2 separate regions of the Sus scrofa genome follow, and region 1 is linked to region 2. The links are chromatin contacts, called in public HiChIP or PLAC-seq maps. All regions are on one chromosome and are shown on one strand. The core of a region is the stretch at or near the end of the contact, and the rest is flanking DNA. Distances in the headings are between cores, read along the strand shown.

Evidence for each region. HiChIP or PLAC-seq counts read pairs in DNA pulled down with a chosen protein or histone mark.
Region 1: a contact with region 2 is called in an H3K27ac HiChIP or PLAC-seq map of alveolar macrophages. The contact joins the promoter of SPTBN4 here to the promoter of AKT2 in region 2. A contact is called at or near these places in 2 of 2 datasets of contacts at active chromatin or transcription factors (alveolar macrophages and skeletal muscle).

Annotation. Positions count from the first base shown.
Region 1 is chr6:48,727,800-48,731,465 of Sscrofa11.1, forward strand. SPTBN4 (spectrin beta chain, non-erythrocytic 4) reads left to right here and starts at 2,040. Exons shown (of 36, transcript XM_021094394.1): 1 at 2,040-2,157. BLVRB (flavin reductase (NADPH)) reads right to left here and starts at 634. Exons shown (of 5, transcript XM_003355917.4): 1 at 455-634. The coding sequence starts at 533.
Region 2 is chr6:48,586,620-48,590,080 of Sscrofa11.1, forward strand. AKT2 (AKT serine/threonine kinase 2) reads right to left here and starts at 1,305. Exons shown (of 14, transcript NM_001256779.1): 1 at 1,267-1,305; 2 at 1,256-1,264. The coding sequence starts at 1,300.

The DNA.
Region 1 (3,666 bases), core at 790-3,289, 140 kb after region 2:
CTGGGCCTCAGTTTTCTCATCTGTCAAGTGAGGTGATACTAGTTCCCATCTCACCTGAGAGCTGGGACTATTTAATACAAATGAAGAGAAGGCAGAGCTGGGAGTCCCATGCCTGGCTTAGTTAAGCCCTTGCTGGGTGTGCAAACCACTACCGCCCACCACCACCACCACCACCACCACCACCACCACCATCACCACCACCACCACCATAACAGCATTTCATAAGAGCATTGGATTTAAACTTGTCACCACAGTCCCCTAGCCTCCCAGGGCCAATTCCTTTCCCTTGGACTCACATAAAATTGGACCTCATACTGTCCCCAACCTCTGCCCCCGTGGCCACTTGCTTTGCCCCTGAGTCCTCACACACCAAGGCACACCGGGTCCCATGATGTCCCTTCCTAAAGTTCTGGCCCTGCACCCGGTGACATCCCATGCCCGCCCCAGCTCATGCCTGCTTGCACCGCCTGCGCCAGGGTGGTGAGCCCGGTTCTGCCAGTGGCGCCGAAGATCGCAATCTTCTTGACAGACATGCTGCAGGGACGTAGGGTTGCGAGGCCGCGGAGTCACAGGACGCGCGGGAACCGACTGGCTGCTGGGCCGCCCTCTGCGTCCTTCCCTAGCGGGAGGAACGGGGCGGGGCCGCCCCGAGGGCCACGCCTCAGCCCACCTCCAGCCTCAGGCTTAGGCTGAGGAGCGAGTCCAAAAGGCCACGCCTCCAGCTAAGAATAGGGTGGGCGGGGCGGGCCAGCACCGCCCTCTGGGCCCGCCACTTAGACTGGGAGGCGTGGCTGTATCCGGCCATCGATTCAAGTGGCCCCGGGGCTCCGCCTCCGCGCTCCAGCCTCCCAGGGGGAGGCGGGGCGAGCTCGGGCCACGCCCACCGCTCTCTCCTCACTCACGCCCCTTCTCTCTGGGCCACAAGGCAGATCGGAGATTCACACTAAGCCCCAGGGCCTCCTCGAGGTTGCAAGGGAAGAAAGGGAGGGAGGACGGTGTGGGTGTGACACTGTGTAACTGCGTGTCTGTGAGCCCATGTGACCCTGAGTGTCTCTGTAAACAACCCCAAGGGAGACCATAATTGTGGGTGACACCATGTGCCATCTGCTGTGTACAACACCTTATTACAGTGTGAGACTGTGTGACGCTACGTGTGGCAAGTTATTGTGTGACCTTGTAGTGTCACTAAGTGACAGTGTGTCAGTCTGTGATGCTGTGTGCATCCATGACTCTGGGGTATATTGTGTGAGTGTGGAACACGTGTGCGATGTGTTACATGCGAGTATGTGACTCAGAGTGTGACAGTGTGTGACACTGCATGTGTCATGTGAGGTGTGTGACACTGACACCATTTGAGTGTGGCTGTGGGTGTTACTGTTGTGTTTCTATTTGTGAACTCTATGTGATGTATGAGTGTGACGGTGCAGGATGTGTGACCTTCATGTGAGTGTGCAACTGATGTGACAAGTTTGAGTGTGAAAAAGTGTGTGACACTGTGTGATGGTGAAGCTGTGTGTGATGTGTATGACACTCTTTGTGACCCCATGTTAGTGTGTGACATATGTGTGTTTGTATATGACTCCAAGTGAATGGTGGTGGCACTATTCGAGTGTTCTACAGTGTGTGACGCTGTCGGGCACTGTTCCAGGGCGCGACTTCGTGTGAGCTTGTGACTGCGTGAGACAGTTTGAATATTTGACCCTGCGTGACCCCATGTAAGGGGGTAACAGCGTGAGCGTGTGGATATGAATAGTATTTGTGACGCTGTATGTGACCCCGTATGTGTGTGGCCGTGTGGGAGTGTGCGACCCCGTGGGAATGTGTGTGTGTGACGCTACCACCGGCCCCTGCAGCTGTGCAGCGCACGCTGTGGCCGGGTGTGTGACCGCGCGTGGGCCAGCGCCGCGGGCGGCCGGGGTTGGCGGGAGACCGCGGGCGGGAGGGGGTCCGGGGGCGCGCCGAGCGCGACGGCCGCGCGAGCCGGAGGAGGCGCGCCGGCGGCGGCGGCGGCGCATGCGGATCTGGCCGAGCGGCGGGGCTGGTGGGGCCGAGCAGAGCCGGGCCGGGCCGGGCCGGGCCGGGCCGCGGACACCAACAGGGAGGGCAGTCGGGCACTGCCAGCAGCGGGGACAGCGGCACCGGCCGCCGCGGGCCCAGGTGAGCGGTGGCGTGGGGGCGGATAGTCCCTCCCTCCGGCATCTCCCCACCTGCCCGAGCATCCCTTCCCCGCGCACGCTGGGCTTGGCCTGACCCCTCAGGGTCTCCACGGCTGGGGGAGGTGGAGGGTCAATGGCAGAGGGAGCCCCCAGCCCTCAACCCCGTCCAGCCTCCGCGCCGTGCGTGGGTCTTCCACCCAAGCCTTGTCCTTCCCAGGCCCCCTCCTTGAGGACGGTGACTGGACTGCAGGGAGAGAGAGGCGCGGCCTTGGAAGGGTTAAAGCATCCGCTTCCAGGTCCCATCCCCAGCTTCGCACCGGGCCAGGCTTTCCTGGGGCTGCTGGACACCCCCGTCCACCTCCCCCACCGCCTTCTCCCTTCCTTCTCTGTTGAATCACGTAATGGCCAAGGCTGTTCCTCGCGGGCCTGAGAGCTCCCAAAGTGCTAAGTGTCTCTCCATCTCCCAAGTACCCTCCATGGAGGAAACAGCTGTGCTCACCATTTGACAGGGAGGGAAACTGAGGCACAGAGAAGCCAAGTCAAAAATGATGGGGCTTAAAGATACAGAAAGAATAAAGCAGGGCTTGAACTCATTTCTGTCTGACTCCAGCACAGACACTTTAATTGCTAAGATATGTGACTAGAGGATGGATAATAATAGCAAGGCCCCTGAATCGGGGGCTTGCTGTGTACTAGATACCATGTTCCCTGCATTAGTAATGCTCTCATCTTCAAACGCCCCTAGGAAATGGGCACTATTATTACCATTTTACAGATGAACAAACTGAGGCCCAGAGAGGGGAAGTGCCTTGGCCAAGGTCACACAGGTGGTGAGTAACCATGTGCCCACTTCCAGCTTTCCAGGGAAGAAGGGAAGAATAATTTTGGATTCCGGAGAGTCCACCGAAAGGGACAATCTCCACTACACTGACCAAGACCTAGACCTTGCCTCCCTAAAAATCTGGTGGGGTGGCAACTGTCTGGATATTTTGAGAAGGGGGACATTCACCTCCTCCAAATTCCCCTCTTTCTTAGTCTTAGAATCAGGCCTGGGGTCCCAGAGGGTGGAGGAGATGAATCTAATGTCTCCCACCCCCTTAAATTTCATATTTACAATCTGGCAGTGTTCTAGAACATGGCTCTGGAATCAGACAGTGTTCAGTGTGTCAGGTAGTTATTGCCACAATAATGCTGCATGAGAAACCACCCCCAAACTCAGTGTCTTAAAACACTAAGCATATATTTCGCCTCAAGTCTGAAGTCAGTGACTTGGGCTGGGCTCATCTGAGCTGATGCACAAGTTGGGATGGGAAGGGGGATGTTGGTTGTCTTGGCTGGTCTTGGCTGTGATGAGGGCCTCGGACATGGACTAGCTGAGCAGTGTTGTTCTCATGGCCACAGGTCAAGCACAAGCAAAAACATGCAAGGTTTCCTGAGTCCTGGGCTCAGAGCTCACCAGCATTTCCATCTAATTCTGTTGGCCAAAGCCGGTCTCTGGCCAAACCCAGAG
Region 2 (3,461 bases), core at 55-2,554:
CCTCCCCGGCTCACCCCCCCGACCCCCCTGGCCCTCACCACCATGCCACACAGTGGTCTACTTGGGTGCCAGCCGCCCTCCCTACCTAAGGTAAGACATGAACGGGGTATGTACACATTGACTGCTCATCAATAAATGTTTAAAAATGAAAAAAAAAAAAAATCCATAGGAGGTGGAGGACTTTTGCCCTCCTGGTTCGCCTCTGTATCCCCAGGGCCTAGACCAGTGCCTAGAACACAGGAGTGGCTCCATAAATGTATGCTGAGTGAATGAAAGCACCAAGGAGCACGGCTACCCCCAGGCCCGGCACCCCCCTCCCCAGGGAGGGTCCATGGAAGCCCGGACAGTCTGCCTCCTCCACTCCCCAGTGGCGCCTGCACAGGCCGACCGCGCGCAGGCTTCTTCCCAGCTGCCTCTGCACGCGGCGGTTCTGAGACGGGCCCACCTGGAGTCTAAGGGTCTCTCAGTCTCTTCCCTGACTTCGCTCCCCGCTGCCCACCAGCACAAGCAGATCAGCTTCACGGCATCCTGGGCGCCAGGGTCCGAGGCCGTCTCACCACTCCGCCGGCCTCCTCCAGCTCTCCCCCACTCACTCTGCTCCGGCCCCTCTGGCCAACTTTCCGTCGCAGGCACATCCCACCTTTGTGCTTGCTGTCCCATTCCCTGGGACACCCTTGCCCAGCTATCTGCATGGCGCACTCCCTCACTGCCAGGCCTCGGTCCACTGTCCCCTCCTCAGAGCTGCGTCCCTTGAACCCCGTCTTTCTCCAGCCTGTTTCCCTCAGAGCTCCTCCTTTTCACCACCTGACAGCATGGATCTGTTTATCTGTTTACTGTCTGTCCCCAGCACCCAATGGACTGCAAACTCCATGGTGGCACCACCACGTCCCCAGAGCCTGGGATGGCCAAGATGGCCTCCTACACACTCCACGAGTATCTGCCGATTGAATAAAGGCTGAAGAGCATCAGGCAGTGTTACTTCAGTGAAGGGATTTCCCCGCTCTCCAGCCACTCTGGCCAACCCTCCGTTCCTGAGAGTTGACAGGACCTCTGATGCAGGGGCAGAACTCAAGGCCTGGCTGGGGGGCTCATGCAGGGGGTCCAGCTAGACCTGGACACTCAGGCCCAAGCATCGTCACAGCTCCGCTGCCCAGACCTCCCTCAAAGATTCCATGAAATGGGCTTGTCAGGAGCTGTGGCCTGGGGCAGGCGGCGGGGGAGACACGCAATCCTCTGGGCACAAGCAGCCCCTTACCACGCTTGTGAGCCAGCCTTCTTTGATGACAGACACCTCATTCATGGTGGCAGCGTGACACGCTGTCACCTAGCTTGGGACAGCTCAGGGCAGCAGGACATGCAGGAGGCGTGGTGGACAGAGCGCAGTCTGCAAGACAAGAGAGAGGAGTCCGTCAGCGTGGGAGGGGGATTCGCCCTGGCCCCGCCGCCCAGCACAGCCTGCCTCCCAGGCCCCTCTGGCTGCTCTGACCTGCTGGAGCCAGGGAGGGTAGGGAGACCTGCCCCCCGGGCCCAGACTGAGGGGGAGAGGGGGCCTCGTCCCCAGGGACCCCAATCCTGGGGGGAGGGACACGACCTGCCCTTAGAGCCCTACTCTGGGAGAAGCAGAGCTCCCTAGCCTGGCCCTGCACTCAGGACACCTATGCTGAGCAGAGGCAGCCCCCCATGAACCCCTACTCCTGGCTGGGCCGAGCAGCTCCACCCCCCGCGGCATTCCCATGCCCCAGTGCTAAGGTCACCTGGGATGAATTAGACAGCCCTGAGCACCTGAGGGAGTGCTCAAAGCCACCAGCATCTGCCTGCCATCCCCAAATACACATGCACGCACGCGCGCACACACACACACTCCTCTCCAAACCACAGAGTCATCAACCTGCCACCTTTAGCAAACCAAGTACTGCACCAGGTCACCTCGTGTCGCTGCCTCAGCCTCAGTTCCCTCCTTGTCCCCACCAGATAACAGGAAAGAAAGAAAAAAAAAGATCTTGGCACTCCGGATCTTGAACAAGAAAGCAATCCACACACTTATCTGGGGTCCAGGAGACAGTCCTGGGGGCTCAACCAAGGCCCTGGTCCCTTCCCCAAGACCTCTGCTTCTGTCCTCAGGGACCAGCAGCCGACAGACTGACGGACGCCGAGGCCGCTGCTTCGTCTCAGGTTCCCGGGGCGGAGGGGAGAAGGGGGGCAGGCAGCCACCAGCTGGGCCCCTACCTGGAGCCACAGGCCTGGACAGGGGCCATGGAGTCCAAGGCGCCTTTCGCCTCTCCTGGCCTGGGGCTATTTGCGGACAGCAGGTCAGGAGCTACGGTGGCCCCCAGAGAAGCAGCAGCTGGTTCTGGGGACACCGTGGGCATCAGCTTTCTCTCGTGCCCCAGGGGAGCTGGCGGGCCGGACACACTACTGCATGTGACGGTGGCAGGCTGCCCAGGCCCTGGGCAGAGGAAGGGAGGTAAGTGGGAGGACGCCGGAGGAAGACAAGACGGACAGTGACAGGGAAGTAAACAGCACAGTGAGAAATCACGTTCTGAACTCGGAGCTGCAAAGACAGGGCCCAAAAGGGGCTCCCTCCCCGGCAGGTACTCCAGGAGCTCACACCTAGGAACTGAACACACCCGTGACCAGCAGACCTTCGCTCCTAAAAATCCCACCAGTCTGCGCTTCTATCTCTAACGAGACCAGGGTCTCCATCCCAGACTCCCTTCAAGGTGGCTCAGGGCCAGCGCCGTCCTCTGGAGGCCTGCCCCACCTCCTCCCTGGCCTCCCACCCTCCAATCTGTCTCCCATTCAGCAGCTAGAGGAACCCTCTAATCCGACCCCTGGCTTCCTTAGCTTGGGACCCCAGGCTCCTCAGGCCCTGGCCGCTGCTGAGCTGCACTCCGGCTGCCCTGCTCAGCCCGGCAGTCCCATCGACCCGGCTTCCTGACCGCCCCTCCCTCCCTACCTCCCTCCCCTCACTGGCTTCCTCCCTGGGCTCCCAACCTCTGCTCTCAACTCCTATACTCCATCCAAATCCAACCCTGTCCCGCTCTGTTCAAAACCTTCCCATGGCTCCCTAGTGTGTTCAGAACACAGACCACCACCCATTCCACCATGAGAATGCCCTGTATAAGCCGAGAGGCACCTTAGAAAGCCCTCAAGCCGAGAGGCTAATGACCCCTCCTCCCTCACCCTCACTCTCTGCCAGGCTTCTGTCACTCGGCCCCTTCTCTCTGGCCTCCATCCCCAGTGCCCTCTGTGAGCTCTCCCTCCTCCTTAAGGTCTCGGCTGAACCCGTGCCTCCTCCGGGGTGCCCTCCTGACTTCAGAGGCTGCACTGGGTGCCCCTCTGGTCAACACTCTCATTCAGGGCACCAGCCCAGCGCCTGGTTCTCCGCTGAGTGAACAATGAAAGAACCCAAGTCCCCTCCACAGACCCCCAGCCCAGGACCAGACACAGCCACGGAAACA